Linked DNA regions of Mus musculus: all the other regions are linked to region 3. The links are chromatin contacts, called in public HiChIP or PLAC-seq, Micro-C and promoter capture Hi-C maps. All regions are on one chromosome and are shown on one strand. The core of a region is the stretch at or near the end of the contact, and the rest is flanking DNA. Distances in the headings are between cores, read along the strand shown. Region 1 holds the start of Tbc1d25 (TBC1 domain family, member 25). Region 2 holds the start of Ebp (phenylalkylamine Ca2+ antagonist (emopamil) binding protein). Region 3 holds the start of Otud5 (OTU domain containing 5). Region 4 has its middle 11 kb from the start of Was. Region 5 holds the start of Ftsj1 (FtsJ RNA methyltransferase homolog 1 (E. coli)). Region 6 holds the start of Usp27x (ubiquitin specific peptidase 27, X chromosome). Region 7 holds the start of 2010204K13Rik (RIKEN cDNA 2010204K13 gene).

Region 1 (3,300 bases), core at 85-2,584, 330 kb before region 3:
AAGAGCTTAAGACACTGGGCTGGGGTGGCCACACACCTTTAATCCCCACACTCAGGAGACAGAGACAGTAGGATATCTGTGAGTTTGAAGCCAACTTGGTCTTCAGAGTTCCAGGACAGCCAGTGCTACATAGAGAAACCCTGTCTTGAAAAAACAAACAAATAAGCAAATAAATAAACAAAAAGCATAAGATGTGTTCAACGATCTAACTCATATTTAACAAACACATATTTTTATTGTGACTGAAGTGCTGTGGACCTCCTGTATACTAGACATATGCTCTATCAATGAGATAAACCAGATAGAGCTTATAACAGGGCTGACCTCAACAAACTGTAATGATTAAGTAAAACAAAGACAATGTAGGGTCGGGCAGTGGTGGCACACGCCTTTAGTCCCAGCACTTGGGAGGCAGAGGCAGGTGGATTTCTGAGTTCGAGGCCAGCCTGGTCTACAGAGTGAGTTCCAGGACAGCCAGGGCTATACAGAGAAACCCTGTCTCGAAAAAACAAAACAAAACAAAACAAAACAAAGACAATGTAGGTCCAGCACTTTTGAGACAGAGTCTGAAGGTTAGCCTGAACTATATGAAAATGTCACAAAAAATAACAACAACAAAAAAACCTGGAAAAAAAGTTTAGGAAAGAAGTAGGACCTTCAGAAAGCATACAATGTTTGTTTTTTGGTAAATTACTTAAGGAAGTATAAACAAGGATTTAGACGTGTGTAAAACTTTATCCTTGAATATAAGTGTAAATTAAGAGATTGGGAGGTGGGCATGGAGAAGGTGGCACACACCTGGAAGTTCTTGGAAGTCTGAGGTTAAAAAAAAAACTGAAGTTCAAATTATCTCTGGGAAATTAGTGAGATTCTGTTTAGAAAGAAAGGAAGAAAGGAAGAAAGGAAAAAAACTAAACAAAAAAATCTTTAGAGTACTATTTTCCCCCTTCAGGATATTAATTCGAAGGGAAGTATTTGAAACCGATGACATCATCTGTCACCAAAGGCACGTGGCAATTCAAAGCCGGTTCTGGAACGTTTATGTCAGCACGCTGTGGCCTCCTTGCCTCCCTCTTGTCTCTCTCAAGCTCGTCCGTTTAACGCGGCGGTTCATGAATCCGGAAGTAAACTGCCAAAACAACGGCGCCACGGACCGGGCCAGGCAGGACCTGGACAGGCACTTACACACAGGCAGTAAAAAGTAAAATTCTCCACTCTGGGAGGCGGGGTTCCAGGCAAGAGCACTCTAGGCGCATGCTCAGATGCGACCTCCAGCCCAAGCCAGGTGGGAGGGGCAGGGTCCTACAGCACCTCTGCGCCTGCGCTCTGGTGCAAGGTGGGGCCGCGGGCGCCCGCACTGTTGGGTGTACGTTAGGGTACGGGTAACTATCGGTTATCACCTGGACAGAGACGACAGCGGCGGGATGGCAACCACCTCCGCGGCCTCGGACTCGGCGTGCTCGGCAGCGCCCCCGCCCGTCGGAGGTGCCCAGGCGGCCGCGGCGGTTGAGGAGGAGGAGCGTGAGGTGGTACGGGTCCGAGTCAAGGTGAGGCTAGCCTGCTTGGGCGCCCAGTGGACGAAAAGACCGTAACTGTCCTAGGATAGAGCATCAGACCTGAAATTTGGGGCGTGACTTGGAGACTGGGGGCGAGGCTGGAGAGCGGAATTGATAGAATGAAGGCGTGGGTTTTGGGGACTTGTCGTTGGGTGTGGAACTGTAGAGGAGACAGGGCCAATGGAGTGGATGGGTGGAGCCTACGGGTAGAGAGGTGGGTTGTAGGGTTACCGGAGGGGCCTCTGGAGTCCAGAGGAAGGAAGGAGGTGCTGTCGCTGTCAGAAGGGATAGTCCTAAAGTCAGTCAACAAATAGCTATTGAGAGTTCACTTTTGTCCATGTCCCACCCCTGAGCCCACGTGCTTGTGGGAGGGGGACAAAAACAATTAAATGAGATATTTTGAACATTGGTGAATATCAGGAGAAAGTGATAGGAAAGGTTAGGATCTCTAGGGAGTTACTTTACCCAAAGCTGTATAGGAAAATCCCCTAAAGAGGACTCAAGTCACAGAGACCTGGATAATAATAATAATAACAAAATGTTAGCATATGCATTTAGGATGGGAGAAGAGTTCTAGGTAGAGGGAACACCTAGATGAGTGTGGTATGTTCCTGTAGGTTCCCATATTGTTGGAGAAGGAAGCCTGGGGGCAAAAGTAATAGACAATCAGGAGGGAGAAGGGCACATAGGACAGCTTGTGACATATAACACACTCTGAGGAAGGAACCCGTTGTGATACCTGCAAGCAGTGACCGGTGGCTCAGACTGGAGTGCCAGAGATCACTTTTGGGGTGTTAGCGCTCTAAGGCAAAGGTTTTAGTAAGCCAGATGAAGTGGGAAGGATGTTCACTCTGAGAGAGGTCAGCACACAGAAGTCTGGAAAGCATGTACTCAAAGGAACTCTCAACAGTTTGATACCAGTAGAGCCATAAATACATCTCAGAGTGGAGGGAGGGCTAGCTCCAGCACCTAGGTTTGCTGTTGAAGAAGGATCTGAGCAACAAACAGTGTTACAGGGAGATTTGCACTATGGGGGGTGGGGGGGAGTCACTGATTTGATTGTGTCAAGCTGGACATGGTGATTCTGGCAACCATATTTAAGGGACTCTGGAAGGACTGGACACCTGGACTACTGCATTAGCCTTCGTTCCTGCCAGTCTGCTTTGGCAGAGCAAACATGGACCCTGTAAATTCAAAGGACATATCATCTTTTCTCTGCGCAGAGACTTCCTGTGACTTCCCCTCGCCCAGAACAAAAACCAAGAACATCTCACCTAAAACCTGGTCCCTCCCCTGTCTTCGACTCCTGCCTTCTGCCACTCTTTACCTTACCCACCCTTTCCACACGGTGATGTGCCCCCTCATGGCCTCCCCCTGTCCTCTTTCCACAGAAATGTGAGAGCTTCTTGTCCCCTGAGTTCCGCTCTTTTGCGGTGGATCCTCAGATCACCTCGCTGGACGTGTTGCAGCACATCCTCATCCGAGCCTTTGACTTAAATGGGTGAGTGGGAAGATGAAGCAGGGCGCTCATCTTAAAAGTCACTGCCAGGTTTCTGGGGTTTGGTTTTGTTGTTTGGCTGCTTTTTTTTCCAAATAATTCCACAGTGAATAGGTGTATCTTGCTTGGAATCTGTGAGAAAAGTCCTAAGAAAAAATTAGCAGTAGTATTTCTGGGCTACTTAAAAACTTTCAAGGAATAGCTGGGTGATGGTAGTACACACCTTTAATCCCAGCATTTAGGAGG
Region 2 (3,657 bases), core at 635-3,134, 350 kb before region 3:
GAAACGCTGTCTTGAGAAAAAGAAAGATTACGAGAGTCAGCCGTCAAGCCCACTTTGGTTTCTTTTTAGAGAAAACGTTGCTCTTTGTTTCAGCCTCCCAAATCGACATTATAGGCGCACACCACCATGTCAGGCTTTACCACTTCTTAAAACATTTTAGTTCTGGCTGTGGTAGTACATGATTTTACTCCCAGCACTCAGGAGGCAGAGGCAGGTGGATTTCTGTGAGTTTGAGGCCAGCCTGGTCTACATAGTAAGCTTCAGGCCAACCAGGGCTACACACACACACACACACACACACACACACACACACACACACACACAAACCCTGCCTTGAAAAAAAAGACTTTAAGGCTGGGAGTATAGCTCAGTGGTAGAGCCTTTGTCTGCCTGCCATGCTTGGAATGTGATCTTTAGCACCCCTAAAACAAACCAAAAAAGTAAGTATTGTAGAGACTCACTGCAAAATGTGCACACATTCAATTTTATTCTATTAACCCACTTCCTCAAAGCATATCAAAAACATACACTCTATATTTTAATTTCTTTCCCCTTGAGACAGGGTTTCTCTGTGTAGCCCTGGCTGTCCTAGAACTCACTCTGTAGACCAAGCTGGCCTCGAACTCAGAAATCGGCCTGCCTCCCAAGTGCTAAGTGCTGGGACTAAAGGTGTGCATCACCACGTCTGGCTTCCCCCAATTTTTTAAGTACACAGTCTTCCTTTTTTTTTTTTTTCATTGCAAGAATTTGTCAGGGTTTACTTTGTCCTGTATTGGTAGACACTCAGATTTCTAGTGGTCTCATATACAAACGACCTCAGGGATCAGCATGACCCACCACATCCAACATATTTTTAAAATAACTCTTTTTGGTGTGCTGGAAATCAAAACCTGGGGCCTCCCCATGTAGACCCTCCCATCAAGCTGTATACTCAGCCCCTTAAAATGATCTTTAAAGAAGAAGAAACCAAACTGTATCTGGTCACCCTTGATAAGCACCTAGACCCTTCTTTTACTCAGGAATATGAAATACCAAAGATCCCTGGGCAAGAGATGGGTTTTCCGGAGACTCACTGTCCTTGTTGAATTTCAAAATCATGACTTGTTTCTCTCCCACAGGGCTACGGCATGGCATACACTGTCCACAAGTGGTCAGAGCTCAGCTGGGCCAGTCACTGGGTCACTTTTGGATGCTGGATCTTCTACCGTCTCATAGGCTGAGGCATATGACCATCATAATCCCCTTCAATACCCCTCCTTAGGGTGCCAACTCTGATGGGGGATGAGAAAAGACCCTTTCTCTACTCCTTTTCCCTTATCCATTCTTGACCCCCAACACCCCTCCACACAACATAGGAACACACACAACTTTCTATGCCTGTCAATCCTCACCCCGCCACCAGGCAGGAAGGGGGTGGTCCTTATTGGGCCAAGGAACGATGGATACTTGGGAAAGCAGACAGGAGCAGATCCAGGGCCTCTGCGCCTGCCGTCTCCCTTTTTTATATGCAGTTTGTTATTGTCGAATAAAAGTAGAACTTACACAACAGGCTCGGTTTTTTGGTTTTTTGTTTTTTTTTTTTTTTTTCACTGATCAGAGGGGAAAAAGGGAAAGCAAAGAAATTCCACCACACATAAAGGTTTGGAAACTGAAAATCGTGGAGAGGGAAAATAAAATTGTGATCTATTCGCGATGAATTCAACATGGTCTGTGATTGGCTAATGAGTCTATGATGGCGGGGTCCTGGTCCTGCTTGCGTAGAGCAGGGACAGATTTTGTGGGGGAGGCTTAGTAATACTTCATGGAAAACTGGGGGATCCCTGTACTGATTGGTTCGTCAGATTCGAACGGGGCGGGGTAGGGCAAGACAGAAGAAGGGTTGATGCCTACTGGTCCGTAGGTAATAATTAAAATGACAGTTTGAGATGATCAATATTCTGACTAAATGCTGACGAGGTCTGTTTGCCAACTTGTTTACCGTCATGCCTTCTGTTTGGCTTTTAAGAACTGGCACTGTTGAGAGTCTACACCAACTGCTCAGCAGGAGTGAGGGTTTGAAGGTGACCGATGCTGTTAGGACTGGAGAGTTCTGAGCTCTGGTGGGCGCTAGGTTTGTTTGTACTGAATGTAATCCACCTGTCGTATTCTCTGCATTTGGGCTAAGAATGGGTCCGGGAACTGATTGGTTGCCTAGAAAACTTAGAAGACCACGCAACTCCGGTCACTAGCAAATGTTGAGGGTTTCAAATTTCAGCCTCATCTTGTGCGATTGATAAGAGGGCAGGGAAATTGAAGCTCAGAATAGCATAGATTTGCTATCGGGAGAAAGCGCCCACAGACCTTGGAGGTCTCCACCCTACTCCTGACTTGGTCTCAGCCAACAGGGAAGATGACACCATAGGCGAGGACAGGGCCTGCGACATTCGGAGGACTCCTATTGGCAGAAGCCACCTTCTCCACTTCACTATTGGTCCGCTCCATCGGGCGGGGAAGCGCTAGAGCTGAGCGGAACTGGGGCTATTAGGGAGCCTGCAGGTCTTCCTGGAAAGTCGCAAGCCTGTGTTAGGAAGTCGCCCTGCGATCGCGCCGCCTGGGGTGAGTGCCAGCCAGCTTGTCCGAGCCCCTCCACGTGCCCAGACCCTCCACGACAGCGGTTTGCCTGCGAGTCCTGCCCTACCCTGCGCTTGCGCGGGACCCGGGCCCTAAATCGGTTGTCCAGACGACGGAAGACTCGCCCTCTCGTTGGGCAGCTACAGTGGAGGGTTCTGGTTGTGATTGGTGGTCTCTGGGCTTTGTTTTCCTTTCTCTTGGTTAGCGCCGCCCGTGAGACCCCTGCTTTTGCTACTTCTAGCTTGTTGCAGGGTGGCACACTAATTGCCTGGACTCTTGCTTTTGAAACGTGGTGCTTGGGGCCGCAGCTCTGATTCCTCATCTCTGCAGCCCCCTGCGGGTGGGAGTAGCGTCCAGTTAAATCTCAGCCACTGGACCCTGCAGTGCACCCCGACTACATTCCTGTGTCTTTCCAACAAACTGAGCCCCAAAGTGCTAGGACCTGGCTTGTTGACAGTGACTCGCCCACCAGACTGTGATCATACTCTGTGACTAGCAACCAGAAGTACAACTCGATGATGCTGGCAGTACAATCTGATGATTCCTCTTTAGAGCCTCAGGAGCCTCTGCCTAGGTGTACCAGCGGCCTTGAAACCCGCTGTGTCAGAAAAAAACGATAGGGGGTATCACAATGAAGCAAAGTTAGAGAGTTTCTGCTGCACTTGACAAAGGAAAGGAATGCACCTAGGCACCCAGCAGAAGCTCTTTATCTGACTTGGAGGTCTTGGAAGCTACTTAATGTCTAAGTTTGTTTGAATGTAGTATCTTGCTATTTAGTTCTGGCTACCCTGAACTTTCTGCCTCCCAAGTGCTGGGATTAAAGACCTGCGCCACCATGCCCAGCTTCCCCGAACTTTCTAGGTAGACCAGGCTAGCTATGGCAATGCTTCAGCTTCGCCCCGCAGAATGTTGGGATTTCAGGTATGTGCTACCATGCAGTGTTATATAACTGAGTGGAAATATTAAGGAAAGTGTGAGCCGGGAGGTGGTGGCGCACGCCTTTAATCCCAGCACTTGGGAGGCAGAGGCAGGTGGATTTCTGAGTTC
Region 3 (3,212 bases), core at 65-2,564:
ACATCAAGGGTTTAAGTTTCTTGGGTATGCTTAGACTATTTCTCTGAGGACACCACCTTAATTCGAGTTCTTTGCGGGAGGGAATCTCACACTTGTCCTAAAGGAAAAAGTTACTGAACCAAAGTCCCTTAGAGAGGCCTGAGAGCTTCCTCTAAGGAAGGGCTCCATCGTATCTGCGACTCCTGGGGAATTCCCAATGCCAGTCACTTAGAGAAGATCTCAGGACTGCAAAAGAGTACTTTAACTTACTTAACTTAGAGCCCCTATCAAGTCCTCGGGGGAAGCCATGCCTCCACCACCAGGAAAGAATGTCAAGCCCAGCATCAAGACCTGGGTTTCTTGGACCAATCTCAAACATTTTCTTGCGCTCCTTCTCAGCCTGGTAGACTCACTCGCTGTTTCTGCCCAACAGCCCCTCACCTTCCAGCCCTTACCTGTTCTACAGTGGCGGGATCCATGGCCTCGATTCGCGCTGCGGCAGCTTCATACTCGTCTTCACTGTTGTAGCCCGCTCCGACCTCTTCACGTTCCGGACTGGCCCCGCCAACTGCGCCAACGCCGGGAGCTTGACGCCGCCGCTTGCTGTGCCCGGGCCCCGAGCAGCAGCCGCCCACGCCCACGGTACCACCCACGCCCACCACCACCCCTGCCGCGCCCACCCCCGCAGTTGTCGCACCAAGAGCGTCACCAGGACCGCCGCCGGGGCCACCGGGGCCCCCACAAGGAGGTGGAGAAGCCTGCTGTGGCCGAGGGCCCGCGACTGCGCCAGGCGGCACGGCCAGTGCCCAACGATGAAGAGCACCAGGCGGCCCCGGGAGCGGGCCCTGAGGTGGCGGCGAAGCCCGGGGACGGGCCCCCACGACGCCGGAGTCACGGTCGCGCTCTCCTCCGCCCACACCCGTGCCGCCGCCACCCACGCCTACACCCGCACCGCGCCGAGGCGCCGGGGGCAGCGGCCCGGGCGGCGGCGGTTCGTTGGCCGGGTCGGCGTCGGGAGGTGGCGGCTTCTTTTTGGGGAGAATAGTCATGGCGGCACCGCCAAGTACCCCACAGCAAAGCAAACGCGGAGAACGCCGGGAGAGAACCCGGATGAGGGGGCTACGGTCGTGCGCGAGGCACGACGGGAACAGCAAGGCCTGGATAAAGAGATCAGGACACCGGTTCGAGGACCGCAGACGGGACGCGGGTCACGCCCAGGAGGAGATCCCGGATGTGAAGTCCAGTGGGACGGTACGGAGACGGATTGGTCGCAGCCTTGTCTCCCTCCAAGGCCGGCCGAGCTCTCTGCTACCTGGTTCCGGGATTCGGCTTCAGAGGAAACACAACCAAAACAAGCACCGCTTCGCCCCGCCCCTCCGCAGGTTCCTCAACTACCGGGTGGGGCTTCCTGGTTGTGCGCATGCACAACAGGACGCAGCCCCGCCCCCTGCACGGAAGTACGTGGGCAAAAGGCTCGCCCGCCGGGACGACTGCAGACACCAGCCAATTGAAGAGGCGCGTAAAGCCTTGACGACACCCACTGGCCAATCCGGGTTGAGCGCTCGTTCTCAAGTCCTCCGCCTCGAATTTCAAAGTCGGCAGCCTTCTTCCCAGCTTCTCCTTTCGGCTCCCAGTCTATGCTTTACTTTCCCCGAGGTTTGAGCTCAGAGGCGTCGGCACTGTGCATAAACAGAGCGGTCTGTCTTACTATATACAGTAAGACTCGGCTCTCCAAGGATTCCATCTGGAACTCAGTTACACTCACTGGAAAACATCAACATTCCCAGAGCACAGCGTCCCCTCTGGCGTCACTTCCTGTTCCTCCCATCCGCCAACCCAAGAGGGTGGGTCCTACTTCACCCTGGCAACAGTCGTAATCTTGCGGTGATTAGTTCCACGAAGCTGTCCATCACTTCAGATGGGCCAACCGATAGACAGACGTGCACCGTACTGATAGTGTTTGGCGGAAAAACACGCCTTCTCTGTCACCTCCGCCCTCTTACCCTCACGTTCACCTCTAGCGTCTGTCTATTGCGCAGGCTCGGTACAGGCTTTTCACCCCCCCTACCACCAAAACAAAACAAAACAAAAGTTTACTCAGGAAAAGAGAATATTTACGAAACAAGACTGTCAGCAGCTAGTGTCACCCAGTGGTGTTGGCAAACTCCTTGATATTGAGCAGCTAAAACGCTAATACTATCTTGGCCCTTAATGTCTGAGTGTTTGGAACAAGTCAGTTCACACCCAATCTAGTCTCTATTTCTACTTCTCTATAGATTAGCGATAACTTTTCTTTCTTTCTTTTTTTTTTTTATTTAGTTTTTTCGAGAAAAGGTTTCTCTGTGTAGCCCTGGCTGTCCTGGAACTCACTCTGTAGACCAGGCTGGCTTCAACTCAGAGAGATCCTCTTGCCTCTGTCTCCTGAGTGCTGGGATTAAACCACCACCCAGCAGCAATAATTTCTATGTGGTAGAAATGAAAGCCAATAAATGGCCGGGTTCTGTGCATTGTACACAGTAAGTGCTATATAAGTTAGAACCTGTGGTAGTGCAGAAAAATCCTGGACGTTGATTCCTTATAAGGAAAACATCAGTTCTAGGCACACGTGGATCATTATGAACTATTGACTTTGTACAAATCATTGTCTCTTTTGAGATTACATAACAAAAGTGCAATATCAAAACTAGTATTATCATGGCTCTGGAGGCTCAGGCAGTAGGAGCAAGAGCTTAAAGCCAGGGGCTTGAGAAACGGCTCAGTAGTTAAGAGTATAGTTAAGAGTAAGATGGCTCAGTAGTTAATCACTTTCCGAGGACTCATGTTCAATTTCCAGCACCCACATGTGGGCTCACAACCATGTGTAACTCCAGTCCCAGGGAACTGACACCCTCAACTAGGAATGTATGATGAAAAATGCATACATGCAAACAAAATATCCATACACATAAAATAATTTTAAGTGATTGTGTGTGAGGGAGAGGGAGGGAGAGAGGGGGGGAGAGGGAGAAGGAGAAGAGGGAAAAGGAGGAGAGAGAGAAGGAGAGGGTGTTAGTTCAAGGGTAGCCAGGACTACATGTTGGGACTGTCTCCAACAAAAGATATTCTGGGGAAGACAGAAAGACCACCTAACCTCCTCCCTTCAGATGACGCTTTTTTCTCTGAAAGGCATCAGTAGTACATGGGTAAATATGGGTCCTAGTAATGTTTTCTGTTCCTGAGATTTCACAATAGGA
Region 4 (3,468 bases), core at 493-2,992, 260 kb before region 3:
AAGCTTCTCTGTTCATGTTATCCTATAGCCTGCTCCCAATTATCTGGAATTATAGCCATGTTCTGCAATGCTCAGCTCCCAAGTGCTCTGTTTCCTGGCTAATTTTATATACCTTTCCAGAAGCATGTAGCAGTACTGTTGCTTCTCGTAATGTCTGTATCAGAAAAATATAGGTCCTGCCTCTCTGGGTCCCTTGTACCTTTTAGATACCGAGAGTCACATCATTCCAAGGATGCATTGTCCGCAGGGCTGCCTGTAGATAATGACCACCAATGACTCAGAATATGTCCCTTTGTAGATAAAGACCACAAAAGCCTGACTCAGAGTACACAGGAAAATATGCTCAGTGCCCCGTTTTCTGGCTCAGTTAAATTATCTGTGTGAAATTTTATCAAAGCAATGCACAAGAGCACGGTGCCCTTTCATGAACTCTTTTAAGAGTATCTCTGCACTCCTAGCTTTGTGACATGCCAAGGCTGATGGGCGTTTCTGCAGCCAGATGCAAGCAGATGTTCTGAATATTTCCCACAGATTCTTTAATCTTCAAGAGCACCCAGAAAGTGACCTCGTGTTATCTCTACTTTCACAGATGGAGAACCCTCATATACAGAGAGCTTGAAGAATTCGCCTGAGGCCACACAGTGAATAAATGACATAATTGTAACTGGAACCTACTTGAGTCCATACCAGTCAAATTGTACCTGTTTGTTTTTCTTGGTTTTGGTTTGTTTGTTTGTTTGTTGTTTGTTTTAGTTTTGGGGTTTTTTTGGAGGGGGGCGTTGTTTTGTTTTGTTTTGTTTTGTTTTGTTTTGTTTTGTTTTTAAGACCAGTTCTTACCTTGTAACCCAGGTTGCCTTCAAACCCAATCCTCCTTCATCAACTTCGTGGGTGCTGGAATTACAGGCATGAAGCACACACAAGGCTCTACCCTACATTTAAATATTTGTGTGCGTGTGTGTATGTATATATACATATATACTCTGTGTGTATGTGTGTGTGTGTGTGTGTGTGTGTGTGTGTGTGTGTGTGTATGCATGCATGCCACAGCACACACGTGGAGGTCAAACAACAACTTGCAAGCATCTATTCTTTCTTTCCACCGAGTTCTGGGGCTTGAACTCAAGCAAGATGGCAAGTGTTGAACCATTCGGCTGGTCCTCTGTCCCATCTTTAATCTTCAAATTGACTTCTGAGCCTACCTTCTTTCCTTCCCCCTTCTTTTCTTCCTTCCCCCTTCCTTCCTTTTCTTCTTTTCATCACCCCCCTCCCTTTTTAAAGAAAAGATCACACCATGTGTTGCTTCTCACCCCTGGACACAAGCAATCCTCCTGTATCAGTTTCTTGAGTGGCTGAGATTACAGGCACCAGCCACACACACACACACACACACACACACACACACACACACACACACCTGTGGCTTCTGCATCTCTTTTCATTGTTTCTGACTCCTTTTCACGGCTCTGGAAATGGCTTGGCAACATTTCACAGCCCAGTCTTGCAGCTCCTTCTTGTTTGACTTCACCGCCTGAGATGTCTCGCAGCTTACTCTTGGTGGCAGTGTTGCCCTAGAAACCAGAAAAGCTTTGTAATCCTTCACCCACTCCCCAAATTGACTTTCTCTCTTCCCACCCTTCGGGTCTGAAAAAAATGCTAGGGAAAGCAAGCAGGCTGGGGGTTGGGAGACAGGCTGCCTGCCAGTAGGAGGGCAGCCCCTGTGGGTGGCAGCTTTGTTCCTTTAAATTGGAAATCATTACAGATCCAAGCTGCAGATCCTCAGAGGAGGATGTCTTTTGTAGAATTGCACTGCCCTTTGTGAAAGCTCCCACCATCTCCATGATCAGGTGATCAGGCTACAGAGGCTGTTCTCAGTGCAGAAGCCCAAAAATACTGAAACCTTAATGCCTGCAAGAAGCTATCACTGACCATCGAGCCACACGGTCCAGGGCCCACATGCCTTCTAACTTTCAAGTACCCTCTGCTATTTGATGACGCCTGGCAATAAGCCAGGGTCCTCAAAATTGGGTCTTCAAAGGCTGCATCTGTATTATTGGGGAAGATTTTACTGACAGTTTCCCAGACTCTAGCTCCCACCTTCTAAACAGACAATATGTAGATGGATACACCCTCCTCCTCAGCAAGGGACTGTGATGGCTGCTAAAGTTTGAAGATCCCTATGCTGGCACAGGTACACTCAAATAAGCCCAAACCCTCATGGGGCCCATCGGTGAGACAAGGTCTCACTATGTAGCCAAGGCTGTCCAGGAACTCACAGAGATCTGCCTGCATCTCCCTCCTGAGTGCTTGGTTTAATGGCATGTGTCACCATATCCAGCGTACCTTCAAGTTTTTAGAAAAGAAAATGTACCCTGGAAATATAATGCTCTCTCTCTCTCTCTCTCTCTCTCTCTCTCTCTCTCGTATTTCTAGGGCCTTACATATGCAAGGCAAGCGACAAGCTCCTTAGAGTTGCTACAACTGTTTTCCTTATGCCCTGCCACGAAATTGCCCACCTCTTATTTGTCTTGTCACCCAGTGTAACGAGGACATGATGTCCTCACGATGGTGTTAAACACCTGAAAGCCGGCTATATAGTTCTATGGAATGGGCCCGAATTGACACTGAAAGTTTCAAAGTGTGGATTGGCCTATCTAAGGCCTGGGAAATAGATGGCTGATGGATGGTACTTTGGTCAGTTCAATTATCAGCTCCTGCCTCCACTACCAGGTCCAAGTTATATTAAGAGGACAGATGCTAAAAATCCAATCAGACCAAAGCAGGGAAATGCTCACCTAAAACCAACTCAAGCTGTTAATGCTGAGAACCTCAAAGACAACGCTGTTATCTAGCGCGCTGTTAAAACAGTTACTAGGATATATGGGGGGTTGGGGACAAAGTCCAGAACTGTGGCATTTTCTGTGTCTATGTCTCTGTGAGAGTAAGCTGTATTCCTCACTCCTTCAACATCAACAAAACTTGGGCTGCCAGGGTCAGGGGGTAAAATTTGCCTGCTGCCAAGCCTGAACATTGCTGTTCAATCTCACAAACCGACAAAAACAGAACAAAACAAAACAAAACAAAAGTAAGCTTTCTAAAAGGAGAGCTGCCCTGGCTACTGAGTACCAACAAGGTGCTGAGGCATGAGCATGCCTGCGTGGGTGAGTGGGGAGGGAAAGAACAACTTGCAGGAGTCAGTTCCTTCCATCATGTGGTTTTCAGAGATTTAAGTCTTGTCATCAAGCTAGACAAAAAGCATTGTCACTGTCATAGCTATATTGCTGGGCCTCTTCCTCTTCTCTCTCTCTTTCTCTAAGACAGATTTTTTTTTCTGTGTGTTCTTGGCTGTCGGGAACCTGCTCTGTAGCCCAGGCTGGCCTCAAACTCGAGGAGATCCACCTACCTCTGCCTCCTGAGTGCTGGGATTAAGGGAATGTGCCACCACTGCCTGGCTGTTGGACCTGATTTTTT
Region 5 (3,286 bases), core at 692-3,191, 410 kb before region 3:
CTGTCTCAAAGAAATAAAATAAGAAATTCAGAACACTAGGGTGGGAAAAGCTGAAACCTCAGCACTTGGCAGGTGGGGAGTGGTTTGTGGGTTGGAGATCAGCTTGACCTATGTTGAAACCATGGGGAGAGGAAGAGAAAGAAAAATAATACTGTGAACTTAACGATTAAGTGGATAGGATTTTTATGCATAATAGATACTCAAAATGTATCACTTCCCAGTTATCTGACTATATCGCATTCATTTCCTATGTTCTTGAAGCCATTTCTCTTTTTGTATGGTCGAATTAATACATAATGATGTCCTGCTGCACCTGTGTTTAGACTACACATGGGTGACTTAAAATCTGACCAGATGATAGATAATATGTAAACCATGGAAACTAACAAATGCTACAAACAGGCCCAATCCCCTACCCTGCCAGAAGCCAGTTAACCATTTACCAGCGCATTGCTGAGAGCACTAGAATAGTGCCTAATACACAGTAAATACTTTCAATTATTGTGTTTCATGCACTAGGTCATGACATGAGCACACACACAAGAACACATACATAGGGGCTGGAGAGATGGCTCAGTGGTTGTTGGGATTTGAATTCAGCACTTCAGAAAATGAATTTTTAAAGAACATATACATATTCATACATGCATATATGCTTTAAACTTTTATTCGCCGGGCAGTGGTGGTGCACGCCTTTAATCCCAGCACTTGGGAGGCAAAGACAGGCAGATCTCTGAGTTCGAAGCCAGCCTGATCTACAGAGTGAGTTCCAGGACAGCCAGGGCTATACAGAGAAACCCTGTCTCGAAAAAACAAAAAACAAAAAACAAAAAGAAAGAAAGAAAGGAAGGAAGGAAGGAAGGAAGGAAGGAAGGAAGGAAGGAAGAAAGGAAGAAAGGAAGAAAGGAAGAAAGGAAGAAAGGAAGAAAGAAAGAAAGAAAGAAAGAAAGAAAGAAAGAAAGAAAGAAAGAGAGAGAAGGAAGGAAAAAGGAAAAACAAAAAATACAAAACTTTTATTCATTCATACATGTATTTATTCATTCGTTCGTTCGTCCGTTTATTTATTTATTTATTTATTTATTTATTTATTTATTTGGGGGAGGGGGCGCGTGACAAGTGCGCATGTTGGGGATCAAAGGACAACTTGCAGGAATCAGTCTTCTTCCATCCATGACCTTGTGTATGGGGAATCGAACTTGGGTGGTCAGATTTGGCGGCAAGAGCCTCTACTCAGTGCGTCTCGCAAATCCGTAGACATGCTTTTCAGTGGTGCGGGTGGAGGCGGTGAGGGCAGTGGTGGTGGTTAAAATGTATTAAAAAGTATTTGGAAAATATACAATTAGAAAAGGATGTGCATCCGATTAACACCGTGAATTCTAGATAGGTGATTATCCCTTCTTTTCAGATGAGGAAACTAAAGTTCTAAGGTGGCAAAATTGAAAGCACTTCAGTCAACCGGTAGAAGTAGGATTCAAAATTGCAAATCGTATGCGGTAGCTTCCCGGTAGTAAAATTCAAAATTGCTCGCCGTAGCCTCCAGGTTAGCTTGCTTTCGCAACAGACTTTTCACTTCGCGTGGTCACGCTCCACCCCCTTTGCGTAATTTCCTTTCCCTCCAGACTTAAAGAAAAATGGGCGTGGTCGTGCCCGCTGAATTTTGGGAAATGTAGTACATAGGTTAAATAACCGTCCCGATGTAAAAGGGAAAAGGCGGCCAAGTAAGTTATCTTGTCTGAGTGAGCGGGCGATGGGGGAGGGGTGGAAGTTTCCCACGTCAAGGTCTCTCCGTGTAGCCAGACTAGCCGAGAACTCAGGATCTTGCTCCGGATCGCAGCTATAGGACCCTGGCCTTGAAACAAAGAACAAAGAGCCGGTTCACAAGCCTTGCAAAACTATTGGCCAGACGATGTCAGTTGCATTCTGGGAACTGAAGTTCCTGTGACCGGGATATGTCGACACAAGATGACGAGACTAACGTCATACGTTGTGCTCCGGTCTGGATCTCCGTGGAACTGAACTGTTTTACAAAGCAAACTTTACCGCGTGGCGACAACCTCTAGGCGTGTACGACAGGCCTTCGGGTCCACTCCGAACACCAACTGGAGTCTGTAATTTTCAGTTTGCAAACTGTTCTCGAGGCTGGTGAACAGCCACGCTCTGTATCCAAGAGCTGAGGTAGGTCCTAGGGCACTGATGACTTGAAAGGGACCGAGACTGGAGGCATGCCTGCCCTGTCTCCAACTCGGGATGAGGGGATTCACTCTCGGTACTGCAGCTGCATAGTTCAGTCAAGCCCCGAGAAGCTTGCCTAGAGCAGGGAACTAGATTGTTAGGTGAACTCGAACGGGGTGCAGCATAGAGCTACACAACTGATCTGCTATCTGCTGGGCCGACTTGAAGGGTATTTGGCGGTTCTGATGGGCTGATGGTCTTTGAGGCTCTGCAGATGGTCTTAGGGATGTTACTAAAAGATGGGTCTTGAAGGTATTACACTCGTGGTGCTGTGTCTGCTGGAAAATTAATGAAGGCTAATAATAAAAGTGGTGGCTATTTGGCAGTTTACATAGTAATCGTATTGGTGAGGTTCTGGAGAGAATAACAGGTGCGTAGGCAGAGTGCTAAACTAATGGGGTCAGTGACGAAAGACAAAATAGAAGCTATATGAGTGACAGAGGTAATCTTTGTATTGATGCAAAGGATCCCAAAGGCCACTCGTGTGATCTTTGAGAGGTTGGTTGGAGGGCTGAGTTAATGGAGCTGGTAAATTGGTGTAATGGAGCCCTAACAGGTCATGGTCCTCCAGGCATTAGTGGGGATTAAGGTGGTAGTAACTAATGACTGGAAGCTTAATCTATGATGGAATTGGTGGACTGCAGAGTGGAGAGAGAGAGAGAGAGATTAGGCTATGGGAGATGGAATGAGGTTGTGTCGGGTAATAGGTGTGAAAAGCAAGGACTTAATGGAGGGAGTAGTAGGGTTCTGTGACTCTAAAGATAATGGAAATAACTAGAGACGGTCAGGTGTTGATAGAGATGAAATGGGCAGAGAAAATGGTTGCGAGAGAGATTACTTGTGTAGTGTGTCCGTGACAGTAGTTGGAAGAGAGCAGAGTCAGTAGTGGGTCCTCTGTCAGTTAACTGTGGAGTCTGTGATGTCCCTCAGAGATGGGGACCTAAATGTGATCAGAAAAAGGGCCTGAGAGTTCATGATAAGGTCCTGGGCTTCGGGTTCCATGTGTTGAATGAGCTGACTGTCGTGTGGGACCCATGAACTCAGTTAGCTGTAC
Region 6 (3,614 bases), core at 786-3,285, 470 kb after region 3:
TGGCCATAGATGGTGGGGTGAATGATGGCAGAGCCCCCCACTTCCAGAGTTTTCTGGCCTTGGCAGTGCCCAGGTTCCTCTGTGAGCTTCACAGGAAGCTGATGAGTAGTGGGGCAACTGGGTTACATAGCCATTATTCAGCAGCAGGACTCCTAAGCATGGCGATCTTTAGATTTCTTTGTTGGTTGGTAGCCTGTGAGGATAGGATGAACGTTCTCCTTCCTTGCCTTCTTCACTCGTGCTCCATGAGCTCAGTCATTCTTAGCAGCTGCATCATTCCTTTGGTAGCCATACTGGTTGGACTTCCTCTAGTTGCAGGTGACAAAGGGCAGGCATTTGTTGGAAGGACACTTCAAGGAATTGAAAACAGAGCTGACTTAGGGAAGGCAGGCACTAAGGTAGCCTTAGGCTAGCTAGGAACCACACAGCCTCCATAAGGGCTCCAGCTCCCTGACTAATCCCCAAGGAGTATGTCTTTGCTTCCTCTATGAAGCATGACTCAGGTGGAGGCTGATTTCCAATGCTGACCAGGGATGCTTTGTAGACAGCAGAGCCCCCTAGAGTAGGACCATCCATGTGCACCAGGTACAGCCGGCTGTCACACTGAGGCACTGGACTCTTCTTAGCTCACTCTCTCCCCACGTGCTGATCCCTGCCTTTGGCTGCACCCTCCAGAAGCAGCAGTTGCAGCTGCTTCTGACATCCCCACTCTGCCCAAGACCTGAGCTGTTTGTTCTGGACTCATTCTTCCTGGGCTCTATGATGCTGCTTTTCATACAGCAGGCCCCCAGACTCTCTCCTCACTGGCAGCTCCAAAGATACCCGCTTTATTCCTACGTGCTGCCCACCCAAGACTCTGCTAAATCTTATGGGTCTCAGACTTTGTAGTTTGGGTTCCTTGCAGCGTAAGGGAGGTGCAACCTGTAGGAACAGCCTTGCAGTGTCTGGTTTCCCCTGCTGGCCTTGGAGTGACTGTTTCTGCCCACAGGCTGCTCAGTATCTGGAGTGCTGTATCTGGAGGCCAGCTGTCAACCAGTCATCCCACCCAGGGCCTTTGGAGCCTGAGTGGGAGGCAAGGAGCCAGCACAGGATGGGCTGATAAGTTTCTCAAAGAGACATGTCCCTTCAGGTGGAGCGGCCTTGGGAGCACTGTTGTCCCTCTAGATCTGGGGTTCAGGCTGGTCCCCAGTAAAGTTTGAGCTTCATCGTTTCTGGGAGAGCAGGAGTTGGACCTAGAGGGGGAGACTGAGACATGTTGGGGGTACGTTCAGCTGCTGGAGGCAGGTTCAGCCGCTGGAATGATGGATGTCGGAGCTCCCGCCTTTATTCTCAAGTACCAGACTGTGAAGGGATATTTTATGGCCTCAGAAACGTTTCTAGACAAGACAACCCTTCGGGCCCCCCGCCCCACAGGCTAGGGGAAGCTGCACCCTTGAGGGCAGTACTAGAGGGGAGGAGACCGCCTAGGGGGTCAGAGCAGCGATTGGAGCGGAGAGCTGGAAGCGCCTTAAAGAGACTGCGCGGTCCCCGCCCCACTTCCCGCCAGCCTCAATGAATTAGAGCTGTGTTTCCCAAACTTGCCTGATCACTAGCAGTTTCTCCGGCCCTAGTTAGAGATCCAGGTTCCGGAGTACCTCCCTTCAAGAGTCTGATTCAGTAGGCCTGCGGGTGGAGCCGAGGAATCTGTAATTTTAACACGCTCCCCCACGTGATTGTCGTGAACCAGCAAGTTTGGGAAATATTGAATTAAAGGAAACGGGGCCTGGCTGCAGAAGCGGCCTCCGCTAGGGGGCTTCGGCGGGAGCATTCCCGGGGGCGTCGCCTGCTTCCGCTGCCGCCTCCTTCAGTGAAAGTCCCTTTTGGGTCCAGCTGCCACAACCACCGCGCTCCCTCAGTCCGGACGGGGACACCCCAGGTCTGCGTGGCCCCCGCGCCACCACGCCCAGTGGCCGCCCGAGCCCCACGAGCAGGGGGAGGAGTCGCAGCCAGTGGAGGCGGAGGAGGCTGGAGGAGGCGGAGACGGCGGAGACGGGAGAGAAGGCATAGAGGAAGGTGGAGGCGGAGAAGGTGGAGGGGAAGGTGGAGGCGGCCGGGAAGGTGGACGCCACCGGGAAGGTGGAGACAGCAGGGAAGGTGGACGCCACCGGGAAGGTGGAGATCGCGGAGGGTCCGGGCCGCGGGGCTGAGCTCAAGCTGGAGCTGGAGCAGGAGCCCGAGCCGGAGCCCGAGCCGGAGCCCGAGCGGGAGCCCGAGCGGGAGCCCGAGCCGGAGCCGGAGCGGGAGCCCGAGCCGGAGCCCCAGCCAGAGCCCGAGCCGGAGCCCGAGCCCGAGCCCCAGCCGGAGCCGGAACCCGAACAGAAGCCGGAGCCCGAGCCGGAGCCCGAACCCGAGCCCTTACAGGAGCCTGAGCCTGAGCCTGAGCCTGAGCCTGAGCCTGAGCCTGAGAGGCAGCCCGAGAAGGAGCCGAAGGATGAGAACCCAGCGCAGAGCGGTGTTGGCGGCAGCGGCGACGAGGTTCCTCCCCCCACCCTTCCCTCCGACCCTCCGCGGCCCCCTGATCCCTCTCCGCGTCGCAGTCGTGCCCCGCGCCGCCGACCCCGGCCCCGGCCCCAGACTAGGCTTCGTACCCCGCCGCAGCCTAGGCCACGGCCCCCACCCCGGCCCCGGCCCCGGCGTGGTCCTGGGGGCGGATGCCTGGATGTGGATTTTGCTGTGGGGCCACCAGGTTGTTCCCACGTGAACAGCTTTAAGGTGGGAGAGAACTGGAGGCAGGAATTGCGGGTTATCTACCAGTGCTTCGTGTGGTGTGGAACCCCAGAGACCAGGAAAAGCAAGGCAAAGTCGTGCGTCTGCCATGTGTGTGGCACCCATTTAAACAGACTCCACTCTTGCCTTTCCTGCGTCTTCTTTGGCTGCTTCACAGAGAAACACATCCACGAGCACGCTGAGACAAAACAGCACAACTTAGCGGTAGATCTTTATTATGGAGGCATATACTGCTTCATGTGTAAAGACTATGTGTATGACATAGACATTGAGCAAATTGCCAAAGAAGAGCAAGGAGAAGCCTTGAAATTACAAGCGTCCACCTCGACAGAGGTTTCTCAGCAACAGTGTTCAGTGCCGGGACTTGGGGAGAAATATCCCACCTGGGAAACGACCAAACCTGAACTAGAACTTCTGGGGCACAACCCACGGAGAAGAAGGATCGCCTCCAGCTTTACCATCGGCTTACGAGGACTAATTAATCTTGGCAACACGTGTTTTATGAACTGCATTGTCCAGGCCTTGACCCACACTCCAATACTGAGAGATTTCTTTCTCTCTGACAGGCACCGGTGTGAAATGCCCAGCCCTGAGTTGTGTCTGGTCTGTGAGATGTCGTCGCTCTTTCGGGAGCTGTATTCTGGAAACCCATCTCCTCATGTGCCCTATAAGTTACTGCACCTGGTGTGGATACACGCTCGTCATCTAGCAGGGTACAGGCAGCAGGATGCCCACGAGTTCCTCATCGCTGCGCTAGATGTCCTGCATAGGCACTGCAAAGGTGACGATGTTGGCAAGGTGGCCAGCAACCCCAACCACTGTAACTGCATCATAGACCAAATCTTCAC
Region 7 (3,560 bases), core at 548-3,047, 420 kb after region 3:
TGCTCTGTAGACCAAGCTGGCTTTGAACTCAGAAATCCGCCTGCCTCTTCCTTTCTGAATCTGGATCACCTCACTTAACAAAACAATGTCCAGGTCCATCCTTTTCCCTTTCAATTTCTTTTTTAAAGTACATGAGTTATTTAACTTTTCTGAGTAGTAATCATAGAGTCAGACAATTACATTCACTGCTAACCATTTGTTGCTAATTAAAACAAACAAACAAACAAACAAACAAACAAAAAACAGTTTTCTAGGATTGGTTTTTAAAAAATTACTTGATATTTAGGCACCAAGAAGTAAAATCTGTATCTTTGATTTTCTTAGGTTAATTTTATGTGGGTGTTTTTAATGTTTTTTATAAATTAAGTTTGTTCTGTAATAATGTCATATATGTTTATATATATGGATTCTGACTGCTCTAATCCTTACTTTCTTGTCTCTCTCTCACCCCTGTCCTCCCTTTCCTACACTCATGGCTTCTTGTTTTGTGACATACTCAGTTTAAAAAGGGTTGCTTATGTGACTGTAACTGTGGAGTTATGCACTGGACCTGGCTGGCTTCCCTAGTGGGTACATATCTGAAGATAATGATATCCGGTCTTCCAGAGTCTACCAATAGCCAATAGTTCCCCAGGGTCCTGTAAGTACTGACAAGGTAGGTAAGGGGAGGTGCTGCTTCAAGTAGGGTAGCCTTGGGAGCCTTGTCCTCTTTGAGTCTCAATTTTGTCACCTTTAAAATGCTACCAATTACTACCCCACAGGGTTTCCACACGTTGGCACTGTGCGGTGGTGTAAAGAGGTGCCCTGTCCCCAAAGGCACTGTGAACATTGCCTGTATCCAAATCTGAACTTTCTCAAAACTATAGCTTAAGGACCTGAATATACCAGAGATGGGGACCAGTCCCACTTGCTGCCCATTAACAGGCTTGCCTTACACCTCACCACGCTTTCTTGCTGCTGCAGAGAGTCCGCTCTCTTCTTCCACATTTCATTGTCACCTCAGGCTGCAATATATCAGGTGACACACTTGCTGTTCTCAGGTGAGGACAGTCACGTCCTACTCCAGATCTGTAAATGAGGTCCACAGGCCAGTGTGGCCTCAGCTCACATCTGCTATCAAGATACTGTCCTAATTAGAAAAAGCAAGCTGTAGAACAGTGTGTACAATATATTTGTGTGCATTGTAAGATAAACATATGAAGTATGCTTATGTATTTGTAAACAAATTATGAAGGAATATGTGAGGAGTTACGCTTTTGACTAGTTCTAATGGGAAGAAAGGAGACTTTTTACTCATTATTATAATTTGAAAGTTGTTACCAGGAATACAGTTTCTTTCATAATAAAAAACCTTTAAGTAAAAACATAGATAACATATAGAAACATATAGTCATGTGTTGTATGATGATGTTTGATCAACAGACCACATATATGATGGTGATCCTGTAAGACTGTGATGAGGATGAAATAAATTCTTATTGCCAAAAGATGGCAGAGCAATTGCCAAATAAGTAACACTACAGTACTCATATGTGTGTGGTGACGCTGGTGTAAATGCAGATGCAGTACTAAAAATAGGTAACAGCCAAACTCCACAGGTATCTGCAGCTCTTGGTTTGCTCATCTGTGAAATCATAGCTAATCCATAGGGCCACAATCCATAGGACCACTGTGCTCATTGAATGACTCACGCTCAGGAAATGCTTCTGCTTAGCAAAATAATGGTATAGAAGAGGCAGAAGGCAGGCTGGTTTGATGTGATAATCTCTTTCGCCACCTTGTGGTTGGTGACGCACAAGTCAGCCGTGCCGCGACACGTGTTAATAAGCAGAGACTCGAGCTTCCTCCAAGTTTGGACCTTAGTGGGCCGGATGATTTGGAACTTGGAGAACTGAGAAATAAAAACGTAAGTAGGTAGCTTATGGCTCTTTCATTTTAGGTCCTTATTGTCTAGACGCTTTACTTACATTCCCTACGCGTGCGTGCGTGCGCGCGTGCACGAGCACACGGGGAAACTCCCCCCTCCCCCCTGCCCCCGGTACTTAAAGAAGGTAAAATGTGCGTGTGTGTGCGTGTGTGCGCGCGTGTGTGTGTGCGTGCGCGCGCGCGCGTGTAAGGTGTTCGTGCTGGTGACTACAGAGGTTACAAGAGGGGCATTGGATCGATCCCCCCCCCCCGAACGTGAGTTATGGACCACCACGTGGGTCTTAGGAATTGAACCCAGACCCTCTGTGAGAATTAAGTGCTCTCAACTATTTATGCATCTTCCCACCTCCAAGTGTTAGTTTCCACAAGTAGATGTTGTGGATGTTCTAGAGACATAGTTCGGAACTCAACCACAGCAGTGTCCATGCGGACAAGAAGAGGGAACATACATGTTTCTACTACTTAGTCTCTAAATCAGATTTCTAGCCAGCTACAAGTTTCTTTGAGCTCCCTAATAGGTCGAGGGGGAGGGGCGTGCACACACACATACCCATGCCATCTATCATCTATATCATCTGTCGTCTACCTTGTTACCTAAGGAAGGAAAACCAGTGTCCCTGCGCAGAAATGTATGTGAGCTAAACACTCAAACACATAAGATAAATAAATCTTAGTTGATTCTAATCCTTACTGTCCCTTGGTCATGGTCTATCACATCCATGGGGCATGGCTTCTGCCAGGCAGTTCTTGTTTTCCTCATGAGCCAAAGTTGTATGGAAGAGCATCCAATCAGTAGAACCTACTAGGGCATAGTCCTTCCCCTAGGCTAAGCTTGGGTTTCCATCCGAGGGAGGCAGGACTCTGAATGGAAGGATTTCTGAAAAAATTACAAGGACTGTTGAGAAATGCTTGGGTAAGGCAGGGAACCATGAGTACTTCAGATCTTGTCTTCCTTTCCCAGATCCAGCTCTCCCAACAACAGTAGGCTTGAGAGATGTATGGCCCAGGCACACCTGGGAATCTAGAGCTGCCTAATTTTTGGTTAGGTTACATTTAAGCTATTTTCTGGGTAGGTAATGTGTTAACAAATGGGAGGGTTGTTTTTGGACTAGGGTCTCCACTGGAGTATGGATCATGCTGTCTAATTTACCATTGTATTACGTAGCTCAGTGCCTCATGAACAAACTAAGTTGGTCATTGCCTTGAACGTGTATATTTTTATTGACATTTCAGGCCCCTAATCTCAAGAGAAGCCTAAGGAGTGTTGTTTTGGTGTCTTGTTAACTAAGGGAAATCTAGAGGCAGCCCCAGTCTTATAATCTACAGTTTCCCATAGGGCTTCTGACTCCCTCCCTTTCCAGAGAGAGGTCTTTCTCTCTTCCACAGTCAGTGTCTCCATTCTGATACTTCTATGCAGCCAGATGTTTTCTAGGGCCAGTTCTGCTCTCAGGACATGTTTTCAGGAGGAAGAGATGAATCATTCTAGCTTTGGTATTGCTGCATCTGAAATCCTGTTGGCATTGAACTTAATATCCAGGGGGGATGGTTGAGCTTGCCTGCAGCCTTGGCATTTGAGCAAGTACCTTATCTCTAGCTTTGTCTGTGACTGCTAAATGGCCACTAGAGGGAGCCAG

Evidence for each region. Promoter capture Hi-C pulls out the DNA fragments that hold promoters and counts their contacts. Hi-C and Micro-C count contacts between places; a contact is called where the count stands out from the background. HiChIP or PLAC-seq counts read pairs in DNA pulled down with a chosen protein or histone mark. Capture Hi-C pulls out chosen DNA fragments and counts their contacts.
Region 1: a promoter capture Hi-C map of adipose tissue shows a contact between it and region 3. The contact joins the promoter of Tbc1d25 here to the promoter of Otud5 in region 3. A contact is called at or near these places in 3 of 39 promoter capture datasets (hippocampal neurons, liver and pre-B cells), 1 of 115 datasets of contacts at active chromatin or transcription factors (memory CD8 T cells) and 3 of 9 other capture datasets (adipose tissue, liver and pancreatic islet).
Region 2: a promoter capture Hi-C map of adipose tissue shows a contact between it and region 3. The contact joins the promoter of Ebp here to the promoter of Otud5 in region 3. A contact is called at or near these places in 3 of 39 promoter capture datasets (hippocampal neurons, liver and pre-B cells), 1 of 115 datasets of contacts at active chromatin or transcription factors (memory CD8 T cells) and 3 of 9 other capture datasets (adipose tissue, liver and pancreatic islet).
Region 4: a contact with region 3 is called in a promoter capture Hi-C map of hippocampal neurons, with 3 times the contacts expected there. The contact joins the enhancer-like site here to the promoter of Otud5 in region 3. A contact is called at or near these places in 5 of 39 promoter capture datasets (the C10 cell line, the SN4741 cell line, embryonic stem cells and 2 more), 3 of 484 Hi-C or Micro-C datasets (B cells, embryonic fibroblasts and regulatory T cells), 8 of 115 datasets of contacts at active chromatin or transcription factors (the 230-238 cell line, embryonic stem cells, extraembryonic endoderm stem cells and 3 more) and 3 of 9 other capture datasets (adipose tissue, liver and pancreatic islet).
Region 5: an H3K27ac HiChIP or PLAC-seq map of microglia shows a contact between it and region 3, with 8 times the contacts expected there. The contact joins the promoter of Ftsj1 here to the promoter of Otud5 in region 3. A contact is called at or near these places in 2 of 39 promoter capture datasets (liver and pre-B cells), 1 of 484 Hi-C or Micro-C datasets (liver) and 1 of 115 datasets of contacts at active chromatin or transcription factors (microglia).
Region 6: a Micro-C map of embryonic stem cells shows a contact between it and region 3, with 11 times the contacts expected there. The contact joins the promoter of Usp27x here to the promoter of Otud5 in region 3. A contact is called at or near these places in 1 of 39 promoter capture datasets (the SN4741 cell line) and 2 of 484 Hi-C or Micro-C datasets (both in embryonic stem cells).
Region 7: a contact with region 3 is called in a promoter capture Hi-C map of the SN4741 cell line, with 3 times the contacts expected there. The contact joins the promoter of 2010204K13Rik here to the promoter of Otud5 in region 3. A contact is called at or near these places in 2 of 39 promoter capture datasets (the SN4741 cell line and pre-B cells), 2 of 115 datasets of contacts at active chromatin or transcription factors (memory CD8 T cells and pancreatic cancer cells) and 1 of 9 other capture datasets (macrophages).

The regions. Positions count from the first base shown.
Region 1 is chrX:8,173,958-8,177,257 of GRCm38.p6, reverse strand. It overlaps Tbc1d25 (TBC1 domain family, member 25), which reads left to right and starts at 1,334. Exons shown (of 6, transcript NM_172478.4): 1 at 1,334-1,547; 2 at 2,948-3,057. The coding sequence starts at 1,425.
Region 2 is chrX:8,191,739-8,195,395 of GRCm38.p6, reverse strand. It overlaps Ebp (phenylalkylamine Ca2+ antagonist (emopamil) binding protein), which reads left to right and starts at 1,884. Exons shown (of 5, transcript NM_007898.3): 1 at 1,884-2,595. It overlaps Porcn (porcupine O-acyltransferase), which reads left to right. Exons shown (of 15, transcript NM_023638.4): 15 at 1,119-1,550. The coding sequence ends at 1,220.
Region 3 is chrX:7,839,933-7,843,144 of GRCm38.p6, reverse strand. Otud5 (OTU domain containing 5) reads right to left here and starts at 1,314. Exons shown (of 9, transcript NM_138604.3): 1 at 435-1,314. The coding sequence starts at 1,028.
Region 4 is chrX:8,099,410-8,102,877 of GRCm38.p6, reverse strand. It overlaps the pseudogene Gm6787. Among named protein-coding and RNA genes, the nearest start is that of Was, 11 kb to the right of the region's middle. Within about 2 kb of position 1,742, at least 75 of the 459 cell types and tissues checked have an H3K27ac peak or open chromatin away from gene starts, as enhancers often do. A contact at or near this core is called in the SN4741 cell line, extraembryonic endoderm stem cells and hippocampal neurons, where this site is marked.
Region 5 is chrX:8,251,061-8,254,346 of GRCm38.p6, reverse strand. It overlaps Ftsj1 (FtsJ RNA methyltransferase homolog 1 (E. coli)), which reads left to right and starts at 1,941. Exons shown (of 13, transcript NM_001290430.1): 1 at 1,941-2,175.
Region 6 is chrX:7,374,251-7,377,864 of GRCm38.p6, reverse strand. Usp27x (ubiquitin specific peptidase 27, X chromosome) reads left to right here and starts at 2,035. Exons shown (of 1, transcript NM_019461.4): 1 at 2,035-3,614. The coding sequence starts at 3,004. Gm14379 (predicted gene 14379) reads right to left here and starts at 1,940. Exons shown (of 2, transcript NR_026741.1): 1 at 1,582-1,940; 2 at 1-1,341.
Region 7 is chrX:7,421,225-7,424,784 of GRCm38.p6, reverse strand. 2010204K13Rik (RIKEN cDNA 2010204K13 gene) reads left to right here and starts at 1,797. Exons shown (of 2, transcript NR_027924.1): 1 at 1,797-1,906.